Regions from separate parts of the Mus musculus genome. Here region 2 is linked to region 1. The links are chromatin contacts, called in public Hi-C maps. All regions are on one chromosome and are shown on one strand. Each heading gives the region's core, a stretch centred on a gene start, on an enhancer-like site or on the middle of the called end of the contact. The rest is flanking DNA. Distances are from core to core; before and after follow the strand shown. Region 1 has its middle 98 kb from the start of Sphkap. Region 2 has its middle 310 kb from the start of Sphkap.

Region 1 (5,049 bases), core at 1,702-4,201:
ATCCATGTACCTGTCACTAAAGCTACAAATAGAAGTTTCTGATATACACATACTATAAAGCAATGATCATGAAAGCTACAGAACATACAACAACAAATGATGCATTAAAAAAAGCTGGATCAAAAGCTGGATCTCAAAGATATTACATTAGAGAAGAAGAATGGCCAATATACTGGACTACATACATTCAAAGGTGGCTCGGAATAAGTTCAATGATTAAAGAAGAATGATGGGGTTGAGAAACTAGTGCATTTATATGCTGTCATTTACTGGGCAATGAGCCTTACATCATCCTCTACAGAGAGGCCCTACCTGCTAATGACACCACAATGCAGATTAGGCCTCAATTTAAGATTTTGATGGAGACATCAAACTCATACCATACGTATTCAGAAGACAGCCATCATAAGATCTCATGGAGGATGCTTCATGCAGAAAACTAAAGCATGCCACATATTTGATCACCATTTTGGAGAGTCCCTTATATAAATATCACTCCATAGGGAGGTTTTTTATTAAGAATACATTCCATGCAAAAGGTTTGTCTAAGTTGTGGGTGGGCATGCTCTTGATTTGACAAATTATTCCAATAGCACCTGTTTAGAGAAAGGTCACATGTTAATCTCCCTGCAAGATGGAAACTGCATAGTGGCAGAAATTTTCTTTAATGTGCTATTAGAAACTCATGTTTCTAAAACTGCCTAGTGCTGTAATAGATGCTTAAAATAGCCTGTTGGAAAAATATGTAAATTTTCCTTTCTACCTACACACAGGTGAGTAAAGGAAACAGGTAGTGTATACTCAGTTTCTGTTAATGCTCTAATCATAATGCATTTAGAGCCTCAGGAAATACATTTATTGTGGTCTCATTTTCTTGCATTTCCGAGGCCTTACAGTTATGAACTTAACAAAGTTGTGTTCCTTCTATAATACTCAAGGATGATTCATTTTCTTACTGTTTTGCAGATAAGCAAGTAACTTATTCTACTTTCACAATACTCTTAACTCATGTCTGCAACATCTCTGTATACATATTCACAAGTTTAGGAAACTCTGATATGGACATGTACAGAGGGGGTCAAGTTTTTAACCTACCATACCTGGTGAATTCATCAGACACAGGTGGTACAAATAATAATGGCAAACACAAATCAGAAGGTTGTAAGTGTAGGGCTCATGAGATACAACTTTGGTATCTCTCTTCAAGAAACAATCTGTCAAATGCACACATCTGCGGCCTTCGCAGCTTTAGTTCAATAAGCTCTTTGGGAGAACAGCTAGCCAATGCTTTAACACAGAAAGACTTCCCAAGCCGTTCCACTTCTATCCACCATATCCACCACTATCAGGATGTATTTGTCAGATCAGCATCACACTCTATCCTGTCCTGCTTCCTTTCCCCTCCCCTTCACACACTTTTCACCTTATACCTCTAGCTCAGTGTGTTCTTGCTCAACCAGTCCAATGTTATAATAGCAACAGTCCCCATTTGAAATTGGTCTTGGTGAGATTTAGAAATAGAAGGTCAAGTTTACGAATCATGAAGCAATCTGGAAGAATTTTATGGAGAGGGTTATTAGACCTCTATTCGTAGACTGTGGGAGGGACTTTCAGTGAGAGAGACCCAAAAAAGCATTAAGTACTTTTGGAGAACCACTTATTTCTAGAAAGCCCCATTGATGAAAGTCACTAGCATAGCAAGTGCCAATGCCACGACCTCCTGAAAAAGAGCAGTGACTTATCCTTAGGTCTTAACCTGTCAGCTTTACTGGCTGTATTTACCATGTGTGAGTCATGTGTGTGTGTGTGTGTGTGTGTGTGTGTGTGTGTGTGCATGTTAATAGTACTCAGGTTCATGTCTGTGGGCAGAACCATCTACATGGCCATATGGGGAGGCGAAAGTTTGACATTGGTTGTCTTGATTGTTCTTGATTTTCTCATTGAAGTATACTTTCTCATTGAGCCTGGAACTTTCTGATTCAGCTAGTCTGGCTAACCAAACATCCCTGGGGGAACTCTGCTGCCTACACATTCGAACACAGGTCAACCAGGCCTGCCTGGTGTCTGTATGGCTGTCAAGCATCTAAATTCTGTTCTGGTGCCTGCTCAGCAAATGATTTTTGCACCAAGCATTACTCTTTGTATTTACAACAAAACTTCATTGTATTTGTTAATTCAAAAGGAAGAACAATTTGAACATTTTAGGCAAAAGTAAAGCAGTCTTTCTTGGTTCCTTAGGTGGCAAAGATAATGTTAAATCCTTTGAACTTTCTTATTTTTTCTGAGAGTAAACCTCACTCTTAACAGATTAACAAGGCATGAATAAATTAGGATCTTATTCATTTATTTGTCTATACTTTACTTAACTGAGAATATAGTTAATCTAACCAATAAGCTATCTATTCAATTGTGAAAAAAATATTTTAGTTAAAAAACTAATTTTAAAATATTCTCTCTAAGTTCAAATTTTGGCTTTACAGTAACATTTTAATTGTGGTAAGAACTGACAGTTTTTCTGTTTTGATTTTGGACTCTCATACCTGAGGATTATTACCCAATATTTCATTAGAAATTGGCATGTTTCTTGCATATATCTGATTGTTTGGATACATATGTGCAGATAGTGTGCTGTTGCTATTTTCCTTTTAATTATTTCATGGTAATATTACATTTTAATATTTTATCACAAATCCTGAGCAAACCCTAACATCTCTAAAGTATATAATTCTTTTCCCATCCCCCTATTTTTCTATCTAGTAGGGAAGAAAAAGAACACAATGTTGAAAAAGGAAGTCCAGGGAGTTGCAGGTTTTATTTTAACCTTAAGAACAAGCTTGAAATTTGCTCTGCAAATGGATAAACTGAATCCCAAAATAGTAACACACTTGTGCTGACAGATGGAGGTGTGGAGAGAGAAGACTATGCCTAGCAACTGCTGCCCAAGGCGATCCCATCTGTCACCAGGACCCTGCAATGCCTGTGCACTCAAAATTACCTGGTCCACTAACGGGCAGTGGTTCATGCTTCCATCATTTATTTCACTGAGAGTTGGACTAAACCTCTCACAAGGATTTGGAATGGCAAATATAACCAGAGTCTGCATTCAAGATGCTAAAATATTATCATTTTAAAGACACCACCTTTAATTTTTTCCCCTAAATATCATACTTAGGACATAGAAGGACAATGATGATGGGAATGGTAAAAGGAGAAAAATAAAAAGAGAAAAAAGAAAATAGCTTCTCCTCAAACATTTTCTTTAAAAAAAAAGAAGCTTATTTCCCTCCCCCTCCCAATGCAATGACAATAAATTAAGCTAGTTAAACAATAGAAAAGTCTAATTCATTGCTCCTATTTAGGCAAAACCCAGCATCTGATCCCAGTATCTTCAGCCAGACTGCCTGGGTTTGAACCTAACTCTCTTGCCACTAACACTGGCAACTCTGGTATGTTTCTGGCCTGTTTAAGCCTCAGTTTCTCGGAGTTAAATACGAATTAATAATTATGGCTATGTCAGTGTTTTGATGGGTGTTAAATCACTTAATACGTATGAGACTCTTAAAGCAGTTCCTGTTAGAAGATAGTCACTCATCAACATCCAGTTAGACTCTGAGCCAGAGGAGAGGATACCAGCCTGAACTCGCTGAGGCCTCTCAACTGGACTGAAGCATAGTAAGAAAGCAAGATGGATTTCTCGACACTTTAGAATTCAGGTAGGTTCCTCATTACCAAAGAAGATCTTCTATACCCAAAGTTACCTCTGTGACCACAGTGCACAGCTTTCCCACAGGGCACAAGAACTTATACTTTTAATAGAAACAGTTTTTTATATTATGGCATCAAAAGTTTAAAGCCATTTCTCCTGTCCTGAATTTTATTATAAGATCTGAATGTCAATTTCTGGGTGTGTAAGCAAAACCATCCTTCATAGGGCCCTATCTTTGTTCAACTGATAAGTGTTTTGCGTGCACGCACACACACACAAGTATCCACATTTCATAAAAAGTAAGTAAAATTTTAATCTATATGATTTGAAGACCAAATAATATATATTTAGTGTCAATGAATAGAAGAGAAATAAGTTGGTTTATATATTTCATACCTAGGACACTTTAAATTCAATGAGTAGGTGGTAGAAAAAAATACCCCACTGCTTGCATAGATATCTGTTCATGTACATGTAATTCAGTAGATCAGCAACTTGGTGAGCTGGCCTCTGGTCAGGGCACCTACTGTTCCCATACTTTTCATAGCAAGTCACAAATTGTTCACACTGATCCTAATTCCAACTGTAATAAACCTGGAGCCATTCAAAATGTTGATCTTATTTAACAGTTTGTACAGTCAGTGCTGTGTGCCCAAACAGTCACAACACATTGACAGGGAATTGATCAGACAGAGTCATTCAAAGGAGGGTAGAGAGTGATAAAATAACTTTTCCCCCATAATTTTTTCTTTTCTCATCAAAGCTCTTGGACTCCTACATGCCATTCAAATAGGAATCTGTTTTCCCAATCTTCATTCAGACCTAGATGTCAAGATGGAGTGAGCATCTGTGAGAAATAGTTGTTGCCTCTTAGAACAAAACCATTGAGAAAATGAAGTCAGTGATTCCTTTATTATCTTTTTCACATCTCTGGGCCCTCAATTCCCTTGAAGTGTATTACATTGATAGAAATCACTTGCATTGTATTTCTCAAGAAGAAAACAAAGCATAATTCCCAAAATGCATGAAACTTAAGAAGAAGGAAGGCCAAAGTGTGGATACTTCCATTCTTCTTAGAATTGGGTACAAAATACCCATGGAAGGAGTTAACAGACACAAAGTGTGAAGCAGAGACTGAAGGAATGACCATCCAGAGACTGCTGCATCTGGGGATCCATCCCATATACAACCACCAAACCCAGACACTATTGTGGATGCCAACAAGAGCTTGGTGACAGGAGCCTGATATAACTGTCTCCTGAGAAGCTCTGCCAGTTCCTGACTAATACTCACAAGGAGAAGTGAATGCTCACAGACATCCATTGGATGGAGCACAGTGTCCC
Region 2 (5,049 bases), core at 1,446-3,945, 210 kb before region 1:
CTCTCTCTTTGTCTCCATCTCCCTCTCTCTCTCTCTCTCTCTCTCTCTCTCTCTCTCTCTCTCTCTCTCTCTCTCTGTATCTCTATCTGTCTGTTTAATGGTCAATAGCTTCTTGTCTAGGGGTAGAAATTCAGGCCCATTCTGGGATATTGTTTGACTTGAGCTTATGCAGGTTTTGGGAATGCTCTCACAGTCTCTGTGAGTTCATGTATACACATCAGCTCTGTTGTGTCTAGAAAACTATACTTCATTAAGGCCAGCTACCACCTCTAGTTTTTACAGTCTTCCCACTCCCTCTTCTGTCCAACATGAATTCCTAGAAGGTGTAATAGTCAGGGTTTTCTGCAGTCACAGAACATATGGAATGTCTCTCTATATTGAGGGGATTTATTATGATGACTTACAGTCTGTAGTCCAACTAACCCAACAATGAGCAGCTGTGAATGGGAAGTCCAAGAATCTAGTAGTTGTTCAGTCCCATGAAGCTAGTTGTTTCAGCTGGTTTTCTGTAGAAGTAGATTCCAACATGTGCTGGCAAGAAAGTGCAAGCAGTCAAAGAAGAATGAATCTTCTGTCTTCCAATATCCTTATGTATGTCTCAAGCAGAAGGTGTGGCCCAGATTAAAGGTATGTGGCACCATGCTTGGATCTGGTACTTGCTTTGTACCAGGCTGACCTTGAACTCAGAGATCTCCTTGCCTTGGTCTCCTAGAATTAAAGGAGTTCACTACCTTGCCTGGGCTTAAGATTTTCATGGCCACTATGCCTCAAGATCTCCATATCAAGATCCAGGTCAGAAACTTGTGTCTTCCAGCCTCAAGGTCTGGATCACAGGTGTGCCTTCCAATTCTGGATTGTAGTTCATTCCAGATATAGTCAAGTTGACATCCAGGAATACCAATTACAGGAGGATTAAATAGGGTGGGGGATGGGAGGATAGGGCAGAGGAGGAGAAATAGGGAGGGATAACAACACAAAAAGCCATTTGCAAAAGCTATGTGGAAATTTACAACTGTAGAAGTTTCATAAAATATGTAGATATATTTAAAGGTGTTTAAATGGAGTTACCATGTAGTTGTGTAGCATTGGGGAAGAATATTCTAACTAGACATAATATGCTACCAAATTCAATAACATTTTATACTAGCAAATGATGATGAAGACCTGTTTCTAGTGTTTTTCTCCATGTTGCCCTTCCTTGGAATATGAATTAGAACTGTACAGTCTGGCTGTTAATGAACACTAATAACATATTGCCCCTGGAAATATGCTCCAAGGCCAAGAGAAAATACTGGACACCATCACAGGGTCGAATACATTACTGGCTCTAGGTATTCAAATGAGTGAAGAATTGTATTCATTATATGATGTGAACGCCTGTGGTGAATCTGTGATTGCTGATGGAAAGTTGACCAAGAATTTGGGAAACTCTACATAGGCTAATAGTGGGAAAAAATTCTTTGTCAGAACAAATATGATAAGAGCAATATGGCAAAGCAAATCTGGATAAATTACAGGTAGCCCAGGTGTGGTTCCACTGAATATACTAACATAGACTTAGGTTGTGACACTTGCCCACCCAACACAATCACCTAACAATGTATATTGTAGAAGGTACCCATCCTTAAGTTTTGCATGGCTAGTTAAGGAAATGGTGTAAGTCAGTAATAGATGCCTTAAAGAAAATGGGCAAGTTTCAAAAAAGTACCCAAGTATCGAAACTGAGCAAAGGAAATATACATAATCCAAATAAAATGAACAGCAATTATAGAAACTTAGATATAAACATCCAAGAAAAATATCATAGTTGAGGTTCCAATTCCTTTGCCTGTGGATTCTACCAAACATTCAGAAACCAGTGTTTGTACATGTCAGGCCAATTCAAAGCACTCGAAAGAAACATTTATATTCACTCAAAGAGCAGTATGTTTCATGAGCAGGGACTCCAAACTCTTAGCACATTCTAGAAAACCAAGCCAGCAACATATGTACAGAATTATGAACTACATTCATTTACAAGGACATGTTAAGCCTGAAAGATAACTTCTTTTTTCAAAGGATTGAGGATAATATGTCACTGATCTTAAACCTTGAAGGCATTTTCCTGCAGACCAGAGGCCCTGATGAGTATCTCATTGTTTGCTGCTTCACAGTAGTTGATTTGATTCTCTTTCAAACAAGATCATGAGGGAGTCTACCAGTCCATGTATTGTGGATTAAAGCACTAAAACTTTGGTTTAATCTCTCCTAGGACAAGCAGCAAGGGAAAACTTTTCAGAACTGCTGACTCTTGACATTTGACCCTGGAACCATTGAGTTAGCACCTACATTTTAAAAAAGAATCTTAATTCTGGCACACACATTAAAATCTGAGGAGTATTGGCATTTTATAGTTATATGTTTCTTGAAAAGGGCTGCAGAATGTTAGTACTCCTACCAAGCCCTGTACAATTCTTTCCTCTCAGACAAGAAACAAAAATTGCATTCTGAATTTTGTTTTGTTTAAAAAATATATATACAACAGATCCTGTTTGACATTCTTGGTTCAGGTTTAAACCTGTTTTTGAAGTGAAGAAGTTGAAGTTTTGGACTGTTGGTATCATTGGAGCCCTTATTTGGGAACTGTTTGGAGGCCAGGAGAGTCATATAGTGCAAATGTTGGGAGACTGTTTATCTGCTCATTTCTGCCATTGGCTTCTGAACATATTCTCACTGATCCTCCAGATGGCGCTAGGACCATATAGTTTCTAAAGGCATCTGCAGTCATAGGAAATTTTGACTTTCTCTCTCTCTCTCTCTCTCTCTCTCTCTCTCTCTCTCTCTCTCTCTCTCTCTCTCTCTCTCCCCTTCTCCTCTCCCCCCTCTCCCTCCTGTCCCTCCTCCTCCTCCTCCTCCTCCTCCTTCTTCTTCTACTTCTTCTATGTAGTACTTTAATTTCATGAGGCAATAATCAGAAATGCACATATAACACATTTCCCCCTGTCTCAGCTACCTCTTCTGTATTTTACATGAAAAAGTGTGGAATATATTTAATGTTCATTTTTATGAAAAGCTTGGTTGTTATTCATAATAGTTCAGTTTTTATTTATTTTTTATTTCTTGAGACAGCGTGTCCAGCTCAGGTTGGCCTTGAACCTAACCCTAACCCAGTCCTAACCCTACCTAACTCTACGTAGCTGAAGGTGAGCTTGAATTTCTTATCCTCTTGACACTATCTCCCCAGTACTGAGGTTACATGGTGAGCACCACCACACCATCTTTATGCAGTGATGGGATCAAACCATGCATGGGCTTCATATATGGTAGCCAAACAATCTACCAACTAAGCTATATCCCCAGCTACATTCCAGTCTTCAAAACACTTATACGAGATTCTAAAGCATTCTACATTCCTCATTGTATGTCAACTTTCAAATGTAAGTTCCCAGGATATGCTATCCAATATCAAACATGGTAGCCAAATAATCATCACAGACTTAGCATATACTATTAGTGGTAAACCAGCATGACCTACAGCAGAGATTTGGGGAGGAGTGATTTTAGTCTTAACTGTGTTCCTAATTGGGGTATATGTTCTATTGTTTATCTTCACATTTATAATTTAATTACAACATTTGTTTCTTCCCTTTCCTCCTCCAAAGCCTCCCATCTATGTCCCTCACCCCAAACAGGCATTCTTAAACTTTACCAACTTACATTCCTTTGTCATGACCAATACTCCTGGACATTCGAAGTATGGTTGATATTGCAAGCCCCTTGAGATGAGAGTGTGCAAGACCCACCCCTGAGTACCTCCAACCAGGAGACTCCATGTATAAGACATTCTAAAGGCTTCAGAGGCCAGGTCCCCTCCCTCCAGAGACAGGCAGCCAAGCTCCACCCTCCAGAGTAAAAAGTCCAAGCTCAGAGCTTGAAATCCCAATAATCTTCACTTCCAAGAAACCCTATATAAATCCTGTCTTCTGTTCTCACCCAAGCAGAGGCAGTCACCCTTCTGAGTTTTCCCCCTTCCATCAAGTCTCATGTGTGAGGTTGCTTGTACAGTACGACTCTGGTATTTCCTGGCTCCCAATCGACTACCAGGATATCTTTGCCTTCAGAACTGTACCACCTGCATTGGGAAAACCTCCTTCCTCAGAGATGTAACACTTCCTCTGGGGAAGCTTTAACCCTTAGAGCTGTAACACAGATAAACCCAGTGGGATTCCACCGGAGAAAAGTGATTTTTTTTTTCCTCCACCAGCAGGTATCCATTGCTGTAACTTCTTGGTTGGGGGTGGGACCCTGTGTCCACTTCCCCCTCTCAGTACTGGGACCCTGTCTGGCTTCAACATTTGTTTTTGTTTGAAAGCCATGTGGCTTGCATGGAGATCTTTATCTGTTGCACATTCCAGTGATTCTTATTTTATTTATGCTTTTATCTTTGGAATCGATTTACATTTCAGTGTCCATGAAAGCAAATTTAAAACTAAATCATTTGAGCAGTGATTCCACTGAGAGGAAATGCTCACCTCTGATTCTCCTGTTTCTTTTAAGCAAGGAATCTCTGTTCCCAGAAAGGGTGAGGGTGGAGGAGAATGTCAGTTTCTTCAATTCAATCCCTTTTGGTCTTTGATCAGGAGAGGGAGAATGACTTTTTTTTTTTTTTTTTGATTGGTCACGCTGGGTGGGAGATAGCCAATTAGCTTTTACCTCTCAGTCCCTTTAAGATGTTCTGCCACCTTGTGAAAGTTTTTGAGAGCACATATTCGGGGATGGTTTTCTGCACTGTGTATTCCATTGCTGATTTCTATGTCCAGAGATCAGTTTACAGTTGCATGGTCCTGGGTTTTGATCCATCTCCTATATCTATGTTGTGTAAAGAACACTCATCAGTGATCTCTGATTGGTTAGTTAAGAGCTCATCAGCCGATGGACTGGGAAGGGTATTCAGTACTTCAGATCCTAGTGGGCAGGGTCACAGAGAGACCAGAGAGGAAGAGAAGGGACCATGAGGCAGAAGGTCCCTTTGGAGTCATGATGAGCAGGTAGGTTGTTAAGGGATTCACC

The links. Hi-C and Micro-C count contacts between places; a contact is called where the count stands out from the background.
Region 2: a Hi-C map of cerebellum shows a contact between it and region 1, with 2.4 times the contacts expected there. The contact joins two enhancer-like sites. A contact is called at or near these places in 5 of 484 Hi-C or Micro-C datasets (cerebellar granule neurons, cerebellum and cerebral cortex).

The regions. Positions count from the first base shown.
Region 1 is chr1:83,503,458-83,508,506 of GRCm38.p6, reverse strand. No RefSeq gene overlaps it. Among named protein-coding and RNA genes, the nearest start is that of Sphkap, 98 kb to the right of the region's middle. Within about 2 kb of position 2,951, at least 6 of the 459 cell types and tissues checked have an H3K27ac peak or open chromatin away from gene starts, as enhancers often do. A contact at or near this core is called in cerebellum, where this site is marked.
Region 2 is chr1:83,714,902-83,719,950 of GRCm38.p6, reverse strand. No RefSeq gene overlaps it. Among named protein-coding and RNA genes, the nearest start is that of Sphkap, 310 kb to the right of the region's middle. Within about 2 kb of position 2,695, at least 3 of the 459 cell types and tissues checked have an H3K27ac peak or open chromatin away from gene starts, as enhancers often do. A contact at or near this core is called in cerebellum, where this site is marked.